2 separate regions of the Oncorhynchus kisutch genome follow, and region 2 is linked to region 1. The links are chromatin contacts, called in public Hi-C maps. All regions are on one chromosome and are shown on one strand. The core of a region is the stretch at or near the end of the contact, and the rest is flanking DNA. Distances in the headings are between cores, read along the strand shown.

What was found. Hi-C and Micro-C count contacts between places; a contact is called where the count stands out from the background.
Region 2: a Hi-C map of muscle shows a contact between it and region 1, with 11 times the contacts expected there. The contact joins the promoter of LOC109904025 here to the promoter of fsip1 in region 1. A contact is called at or near these places in 2 of 2 Hi-C or Micro-C datasets (liver and muscle).

Annotation. Positions count from the first base shown.
Region 1 is chrLG14:29,054,159-29,059,148 of Okis_V2, forward strand. fsip1 (fibrous sheath interacting protein 1) reads left to right here and starts at 2,334. Exons shown (of 11, transcript XM_020501084.2): 1 at 2,334-2,544; 2 at 2,661-2,838. The coding sequence starts at 2,668.
Region 2 is chrLG14:29,285,878-29,290,778 of Okis_V2, forward strand. LOC109904025 (KATNB1-like protein 1) reads left to right here and starts at 2,999. Exons shown (of 10, transcript XM_020501086.2): 1 at 2,999-3,137; 2 at 3,793-3,919; 3 at 4,081-4,118; 4 at 4,609-4,876. The coding sequence starts at 3,800. It also overlaps the pseudogene LOC109904534.

The DNA.
Region 1 (4,990 bases), core at 1,084-3,583:
GGCTCTAACCAATAGTGCAAAAAAGGTATTAGGTGAACAATAGGTAGGTAAAGAAATAAAACAACAGTAAAAAGACAGGCTATATGCAGTAGCGAGTCTATACAAGTGGCGAGGCTACATACAGACACTGGTTAGTCAGGCTGATTGAGGTAGTATGTACATGTAGATATGGTTAAAGTGACTATACATATATGATGAATAGAGAGTAGCAGTAGCGTAAAAGAGGGGTTGGTGGGTGGGACACAATGCAGATAGCCCGGTTAGCCAATGTGCGGGAGCACTGGTTGGTCGGCCCAATTGAGGTAGTATGTACATGAATGTATAGTTAAAGTGACTATGCATATATGATAAACAGAGAGCAGCAGCAGCATAAAAGAGTGTTTGGGGGAGGCACACAATGCAAATAATCCGGTTAGTCATTTGATTACCTGTTCAGGAGTCTTATGGCTTGGGGGTAAAAACTGTTGAGAAGTCTTTTTGTCCTGGACTTGGCACTCCGGGACCGCTTGTCATGCGGTAGTAGAGAGAACAGTCTATGACTGGGGTGGCTGGGGTCTTTGACAATTTTAGGGCCTTCCTCTGACACCGTCTGGTGTAGAGGTCCTGGATGGCAGGCAGCTTAGCCCCAGTGATGTACTGCGCCGTACGCACTACCTTCTGTAGTGCCTTGCGGTCAGAGGCCAAGCAATTTCCATACCAGGCAGGTTGTGTCGACTTCAGAAGACAGAGAGAGCATGGCCCTATTCACATTGACAGGACCTCAGTGGAGAAGGTGAAAAGCTTCAAGTTCCTCTGCGTACACATAAATGACAATCTGAAATGGTCCACCCACACAGACAGTGTGGTGAAGAAGGCGCAACAAGGTAGAATTGAGACCATCCTGTCGGGTGGCATCACTGCCTGGTATGGCAACTGCACCGTCCGCAACCGCAGGGCTCTCCAGAGGGTGGTGCGGTCTGTCCAACGCATCACCGGGGGCAGACTGCCTGCCTTCCAGGACACCTACAGCACCCGATGTCACAGGAAGGCCAAAAAGATCATCAAGGACATCAACTACCTGAGCCACGGCCTGTTCACCCCGCTCTCATCCAGAAGGCGAGGTCAGTACAGGTGCATCAAAGCTGGGACCGAGAGACTGAAAAACAGCTTCTATCTCAAGGCCATCAGACTATTAAATAGCCATCACTGGCCGGCTATCACCTGCTTACTCAACCCGGCACCTTTGAGGCTGCTGCCCTATCTGCATAGATATGGAATGACTGGTCACTTTTAATGGAACACTAGTCACTGTAATAATGTTTACATACTGTTTTACTCATTTCATATACTGTACTCTACTGTATTTTAGTCAATGTCAGTCAGACATTGCGCATCCTAATATTTATATACTTCTTAATTCCATTCTTTTACATTTAGATTAGTGTGTATTGTTGTGAATGGTTTGATACTACTGCACTGTTGAAGCTAGGAACACAAGAATTTCGCTACACCCGCAATATCATCTGCTAAATATGTGTATGTGACCAATAAAATTGGAATTGATCCCTAGCTTTTTTTTTTTTTTTGGTATTCTAGGGAGTCTCGTGAGTAGACTGGACCCTGGTTTTATGGATACACAATCAATCGTTTTTCCTGTAGAGTGAAATTTGTTTGTGCAACATAACAAAAATAAAGACTTTTCTTAAACATTACATCTGTAAATTAAGAATAATTATACAATCAGAATAATTTCTTATTTCTTAATTGTATATTTTTTTGTCAGTAGGCTAATGTACCTAACCTTCATTTACTTAAGCTTACTTACTTAAGTTTCCGTTTCTCAATGTGCTACACCTTATTTAAAATATATATATAATTTAACTAGGCAAGTTAGTAAAGAACACATTCTTAATTACAATGATGGCATACCCCAGCTAAACCTGGATGACGCTGGGCCAATTGTGCACTGCCCTATGGGACTCCCAAACACGGCCGGATGTGATACAGTCTGGATTTGAACCAGGGACTGTAGAGACACCTCTGGCACTGTAGCGACACCTTAGACCGCTGCGCCACTCAGGGAGCACTTCTTATATTCTTTATCTTATATGAAGTAGAAATGCTCGTAAACATTTCCCTGATTTGGTTATACTTTTTTAACCACATTTTTATATGACGCACTATGCGAAGCTGCCAAAAAGATTGTATCGTATCATACACATAGCGTTTTACCTCGGACTTGTATTTTGAAGGCAAAATCTGAAAACAGGAAGTCATGTGGATAGATGCTTCTACGGGTTTCTTCTGTGAAGCTAATGTTAGTGCAATCTATGTTCCTTGGGACGTCCCTACTCTAAACCCATATACCCTAACTATAACCATAACCTAACCCTACCATTTTAAATGTCAACTTCCCAAGGACTCCAGATTGCACCAACCGTGATGCTAATAATACATATATATGCCTTGTATTCAAAGTTTGTAGTTACCACATCCGGGTCTTTTGTGTCCTTAGTTACCATTCGGAAAGAAAAACATCACCACCCCTGCCTACACAGCTATCAGGTATCTAGGCTATATTTATAATTTAACGAAAAATACAATAGAACATTTGATTTATTTACCTATATACTTATTGCAAAATGCTCTATTCTAATATTGGGTTACGTTAACGTTACCAGAGCACCTATGGATATTACGAGAGGCAGTTTAGATGATATCTCCCGCCCGGCATCCAACGAGCGTTCTCGCCCGGGTAGCCGTGTATCAACTGTGTCACTGCCTGACGTCGGGAGAGTTTTTCATCCTAGCCCGACGTCCCTGGTGGTCCTTAGCGATGATGCCCCCAACAATAAGCAGGTAATGTGCTTGCATGCACACTTTGTGCGTGTAGAACAAGATGACCTGACATATGCTCCTCAAGAAGTAAAGGGTCAAGTCAAGAAAACACATTTGGAATAATGTGTCAAGAACGGGACACAGTTTGAACCTGATAGTATCTGGTTAATGTTTCACAATTTCCTTTGGGTGGTGGGCCATTCTTGATACACACAGGAAACTGTTGTGGTGAAAAACCCAGCATCATTGCAGTTCTTGACACAAACCATACCCGGTTCAAAGGCACTTCAAGTTTTTGTCTTGCCCATTCACCCTCTGAATGACACACATACATAATTCATGTCTCAAAGGTAAAAAAATGATTTTCAAGCCATCTCCTCCCCTTCAGCTACACTGATTTTAAGTCGATGTAACAAGTGACATCAATAAGGCATCACACTGTAGCTTTCACCTGGATTCACCTGGTCAGCCTATGTCATGGAAATAGCAGGCATTTTTAATGTTTTGTATACTCATTGTATAAAAGCACCACCTTATTTGGTTATGTTAGCTAACTGTCCAGGTTGGAGCTTTGTACCTGAAGGTCCCATGTAGAGGCTGTGTTGTGTGGTTGCTGTGCATGTTTGTTCAAGAACCATTTGAGGACCTTAGAATAATTTGGTGTGGTGGAGTTTCTTACACTTTTGTACTGTGTTTGGAGGCTTTGATGATGGCTTTTGGGTCTGGGTAGACAAAATATCCACAGGAAAGAATTATTAAACCGACTTCAACACACAAGTCTCGCTGTGTGGTGAATATTTGTTTGCTCGAGACCTAAGACACATGCATGTAATTCATGCATATTAACTGAAGTCTTGCAGCTGTTTTACATGGTTTTGCGCATGTCACAGAAATTTAAACAGCAGTACTTTAAATAATACTTTCCTATGGATATTTTGGCAAAAATGTTGACCCAATGAAGGACCAACTGCACACAGACAACCGATAGAGTAAGTTCAAATGTAACCTCATCCCCAGGCTATTGCGCATATAAGCCTGTGACCATAGAAGTCTATGGAAGTGACCTACTGAGTAAATTATTTGAATCAGAACATTTTTGTGAATCACACAGCTAGCTGCGAGGTGTGTTGTGGGAGATGATTAAGCCAAAGCCAATTTGTCCAGGTCTTTCTGTTTTGGCAAACAAAGGCCAAGCTTGATGCGTTGGTCCACCAGACATTTGGGTGGAAGTGTCTGGGAACGACATTAGTTCAAATGTAATTTGATTCAACATTCTGGCTTGTAAGGAAACTTTCTGTCACGCCTTCACCAAAACCGCCACCGCGGAGTTATGCCCACCCATACCCTCCCATATAGGCGAGTCCGCACCTTTGGGAGGGGGGTACTGTCACGCCCTGACCTGAGTTTTCTTTGTTTTCTTTATTATTTTGGTTAGGTCAGGGTGTGACAAGGGTGATATATGTGTTTTTGTATTGTCTATGGGTTTTTGTAAGTCTATGGGTTTTCACTAGTCTAGGTATTTATATGTCTATGGTTGCCTAGATTGGTTCCCAATTAGAGGCAGCTGTTTATCGTTGTCTCTGATTGGGAAACATATTTAGGCAGCCATATTCCTTGGGTTATTTTGTGAGTTTTTGTCTATGTGTTAGTTGCCTGTGTCTGCACTTATCATATATAGCTTCACGTTTGTTTAACCCTAACCCTCTAACCCTAACCTAACCCTTTGTTCTTCGTCTTATTAAAGAAGATTTGTTCATCTCACGCCTTGCTCTCCTCCATACATCGAACGTGACACTTTCCAAGTTTTTGCAGTGCTCTGTTTCAGACTGTATACCAGTAATTGGTATCACAGTCTGATTTATTACATTTTAGTCGATGCTCTTATCCAGAGCATCTTACAGGAGCAATTAGGGTTATAAGTGCCTTGCTCAAGGGCACAATCCCTGCTCAGGGATTCGTATCAGCGACCTTTCAGTTACTGGCCCAATGCTCTTAATCGCTAGGCTACCTGCTGCTCTTATTATTAGGCAAGGGTTTAGCAGTGTAGCCTATATTCAACCAGTAGAAAATGAATGGTGGCAGAAGGCAGTTAACTAACTCTATGTAAACTTTGATAACTTTCTGAACTATACAGAAATAGTAAGAGCATCTTGGTGTGTTCTCTTAATTTTGT
Region 2 (4,901 bases), core at 1,749-4,248, 230 kb after region 1:
GGGGTTGATAATCCAGAGTAGTGTGGCCAAGGTACATGACGGCAGGCAGGGTGAGGTCAAGCAGAGGTCGGTAATCCAGAGTAGGGGCAAAAGCACAGGAAAGCAGGCAGGCCCAGAGTCAGGACAGGCAAGGGTCAAAACCAGGATGACGAGAAAAAGAGAGACTAGGGAAAAGCAGGAGCTGAGACAAAATGCTGGTTGACTTGAACAAACAGGAGACAAAGGGCTGTGAGACATGGGTTTAGATCTAGACAGATGAAAAGTAGGAAGTATATGGAGGGTACGGGGCAACAGAGGAGGAACAGCAGACGGGCTATTGATTTCAGGCAATGGGCATGGCAGAACGGGCTCGATGGCACCAGTAGATCAGTCAATCGAGGGATTGTGTCGCTGGAGCCAAGAGAATCCCAATACCACAGGAATCTGCAGAGACTCAATTAGGAGCAATTGGATCGTCTCGCTGTGATTCCCTGACACTCGTAGGTTGTTGGGGATGGTATGGTGGGTGACCCGGCCTATAGAGTGCCCGTCCAGCGCTCTAACATCCATGGGAATGGAGAGGGGTTGAGTGGGGATGCCCAGCTTGGATGCCAGGGTAACATCCATAAGACTCATATCGGCCCCCGACTCGATGAGTATCTGGAGAGACTTGGACTGGTCGCCCCACCACAGTGGCATAGAGAGGGAGGTGAGTAGGGGAAGAAGCAACATTATCCTTAAGACCCACCAGAGTACTCATTCCTACCAATGAGCTAGGTCTCTTGAAGGGACAGGTAGACACATAATGACCGACAGTACTGCAATACAGACAACTCTGGGTGTTAAGTCTGCGTACTCCTTCGGCTGCATCGGCTAGGGGCAAATTGTCAGTCTTCGGAGGCTCTTGGAGGAACTCGGGTAAACTCAGATCCTTTTGGGGACGAAGACACCGGGGACTTCCGGAGTTCATCAGATGCAAGGTGGGATCCTTGAGTGAGCGATTGGGACCGCAATCAGGCCTCTTCTCCCTCCTACTTTCCCGTAGCCGACCATCGATCCGGATAGTTAATGCGATGAATAAGTCGAGATCCATCGGTAGTTCCTTTGCTGCAAGATCGTCCTTTACTTCCTCTGAAAATCCGTGCAGGAACGTGACAACAGCTCTTCCGGGTTCCAGGCACCCTCCTGGATGCCTGGAACAAGCACAAGGACAGGTGAAACAGATCAGGGTGTGACACAAAGTTAACCACAATTATACACCACTATGATTGAAGTTATTATGCAACGGCAACATTGATATACTATTCACTTATGACAATCAGTCGGGAGTTAGCCGCATAACCACTTAGGATGAGATCATAAATGCTGCCGACCTGGGTCTACTACTGCAGTCTGGCCAGAGACTGAGGGTTCTCATTGCCCATGTCCCCATAGATGGAAAACCTGGGACTCCAGCTAATGCTCTCATTCAGAGCAGTAAAGGAGAACACATCACTCCAGCCAGCCTCACTGCCACAGTGGTACACTGCAGTGAACACAGGAAAGAAAACACTGTTCTATCAATACTATGATGATGACCGAATGTGACAGGGCATAAACATCCATCATGCTAGTTCGGTGAACATGGAACCCTACCATAAGCAGAGGCAGGTCTCAGGGCAGTGAGTGTGACCCTGTGTATGTGGATCTCCCTCACTTCTGATCCCGTCCATAAAAAAATCTGTTGTTCTGCCCCTGAACAAGGCAGTTAACCCACTGTTCCTAGGCCGTCATTGAAAATGAGAATTTGTTCTTAACTGACTTGCCTAGTTAAATAAAGGTAAAATACATTTTAAAAAGAGTTGCGTTGCTCTTGGCGGTCAGCTCAAACAGTCCCCCTCCACAGGCCGTACTCCATGGTGCTCTCCTCTGTCTCATTGATGGTGGTCCAGGTCATCTCCATAGAGGCAGGGAGTCCTGGGGAGAAAAGCCCCAAAGTTATCCAGCGAGGGGGCCTGCTGATCAGACTGCTCACCCTGCCAACCTGGGTAGAGTTACCTCCCTGGATACTTACTGATCCACTTACGTAAGCTGGGAGAAACTCGCTTAAAAGGCTGCTATTGTTCAATAACTCGCAAGTCTGTGCTTTTGATCTCCCTGTTGACAGGATTTGTGAATTAAACATTTGGTTAAACTCACTGGATATGACTTGTTAGTACAGTAGTGCTAGTGTAATATACAGTAGTGCTAATGGACTATATAGTAGTGCTAGTGTACTATAGTAGTTTTAGTGTATTATATAGTAGTGTTAGTGTATTACACAGTGGTGCTAGTGTATTATACAGTAGTGCTAGTGTACTATACAGTAGTGCTAGTGTACTATACAGTAGTGCCAGTGCACTATACAGTGGTGCTAGTGTGCTATACAGTAGTGCTAGTGTATTATATAGTAGTGCTAGTGTACTATATAGTAGTGCTAGTGTACTATACAGCGGTGCTAGTGTACTTTATAGTAGTGCTAGTGTATTATACAGTAGTGCTAGTGTTTTATACAGTAGTGCTAGAGGACTGCACAATCAGTCAGTGTGTCTCTGATAAGGAAGTCAGAATCAGTCTACCAAACGGATGAAACAGCAGCCTGTGGAGTCAGCAAATGCAGTGTGGCAAGGCATGATGAGTCAATAAAAGCAGATGTGATAGTTGATGTGTGCTTGTGATTGTTGATGTGTTCTCATTTAAAGGACAATTCATTCACTTTGAGTTAATATGTTCTTGCATTGGCTTTCTAACTGATGAGAACGGTCACTTTGTGATTGCCTCCATACAAGCAGCCTTAACGTTCTATTAAAATAGTATTTTAGAGTGAAGCAGTGAAAGATCCAATCCACTACGAGAATAGGATGAACATAAAAGTTAACAAAAATAGATAATTCATTAATTCTGTATTTGAAGTAGTTCATATTTACATTTTGAATTGGACTGCACAAAGCATGTTGAACACTAGGGGGTGCACAACAATAGTCCATTATTCCTATTGTTCAATGAGTGCATTTATGAATCCCCAAGAGTGTCTGGTCATTGTTGAGAAAAGTAACAGAGGCTCCGGTTGGGTTAAGAAACGGTAGCAAAACCAGCCTTGTGAGATCAGAAAATCTTAGAACGTCTATCAACACTGACAGGTAGGTAATTGCAGCTATAGCAAGCTATATATTACAATAGGTTAGCTCGAGGAAGTTTTAGTTATCTAACAAGCAACGTTAATGAGCTCATCTGTAGCTATCCTTCCACATTCTACTGCTGTCTCGAGCTCGCTTGCTGCAAATGTTTAAACTACAATGCCGGTTTTACTGTCTGATAACTTTAAGAGAGATATGTATCGTGACAATGGTAAACGGACATTAGCTTCCTATGAATCGAAAATGTGCAACATAACCAAAAGTGGCACTAAACATAGCTAGCCAAACTTGCTCTCCTTTTCTGGCTACGTCATTATTAAAAATTAATAAACAACGTGCCCGCGAGGAATTGTGGGTAAAACAGGTTTACCCAGCTGCATGGTGTAGCTAGATATGTAATTACACATTCTTTCCCTATGCAAACATAGGCCCAAAGAAAAACCTGGGAATAATTTAGCCCCTTAATGTATCTCTGACTTTTTAAAGTGTATGTTCAGTGTGATGTAATTCAGGTTCTCGCTAGGCTGTCAACCCTTCAAACAGTTGTTCTTATACAAACAGCTGTACATTCTCTCTCTGGTTATTCCCATTACAGAGCTTTGTGTTTGTGTGAGGAGTTTTGATGTATATTGATTACAATGTGTACTTTACCCTCCAGGATATTGATGATGGACTCGGACGAGCCAGAGGAGCATGATAGTGAAGAGGAAGAATATCAAAGCCTTGAAGAGCAGGACATGGTCCAGTACAGAGTATGCTACTCTCATCCAAAGTACACCAAGGAGGTAAGTTTCGGCAGGGAGGGGTTATGATTCTTCTCAATTGCAGTCTATTATATTACTGTTACAACACATTATAGACATTATAGAACTGTATCAGCAATGTTTTGGTAACACCTCCATACAATTCATTGAAATTGATTTTGTAATATGTCTTTACCTTTTAGTTGGATTTCTGTAAAAAGGAAGACGTTAAGAAGAAGAGGTAGGTTTTTGCCATTTCAAAAGTACAGGTTTAAAGGGGCAATCTGCCATTGCTACATTCATCTTTGTATGTATAAATTAATGATACCTATGGATTCTTCAAGAATATAACTTTTTTTTGCCTCATGAGCTTAGTTCAACTATTTTACCCCATCAGAACCAAATATAAGCTTGTCTTACTCCAATGTTTGTAAACAAAGAAAATGTAACAAACACTATATAGCCTCAAAACATGGTTATAACTATAATTTTGATATCATGAAAGGTCAGTCATTGCATCCATAGCTCTATGAATTTGAGAGTGGTTACATTTCTCCAGCCCCATCCTGCTTTTTACCAAAACAGGGGCGGGGGTATTGTTCAATTGCTGATTGCCACTAATGAAATCTTCAACTGGAACAATGTACACACCTTTTTTCATTGTTTCATATAATTTATGATTGAGTGTAGTATTTCTGAGTATTCAGCCATATTTATGTTTCATACTGTAGATGTCCGGTAGGTCGTTCAGGGAACAACCCTGGGAGACAGAAGCGGGTTGTGTCGTGTAAGAGGAAGACCCACCATCTCAATATCTGTCGAAGGAAGCAGCCAGCCACATGGAAAACGTGTGATGTGGCCAACAAGGAGAACGAAATGGCCTGTGTGCAGGACATGGAAGAGATATTCTATATGGACCCATGGGAGTTTCCACTCACTGCCCCCCATCCTAACAAGACTGATGAGGCTGGTTCAAAAAACAGTGACTACTTCATAGAGGTGTGAAATATCAGTAGTGTATTAT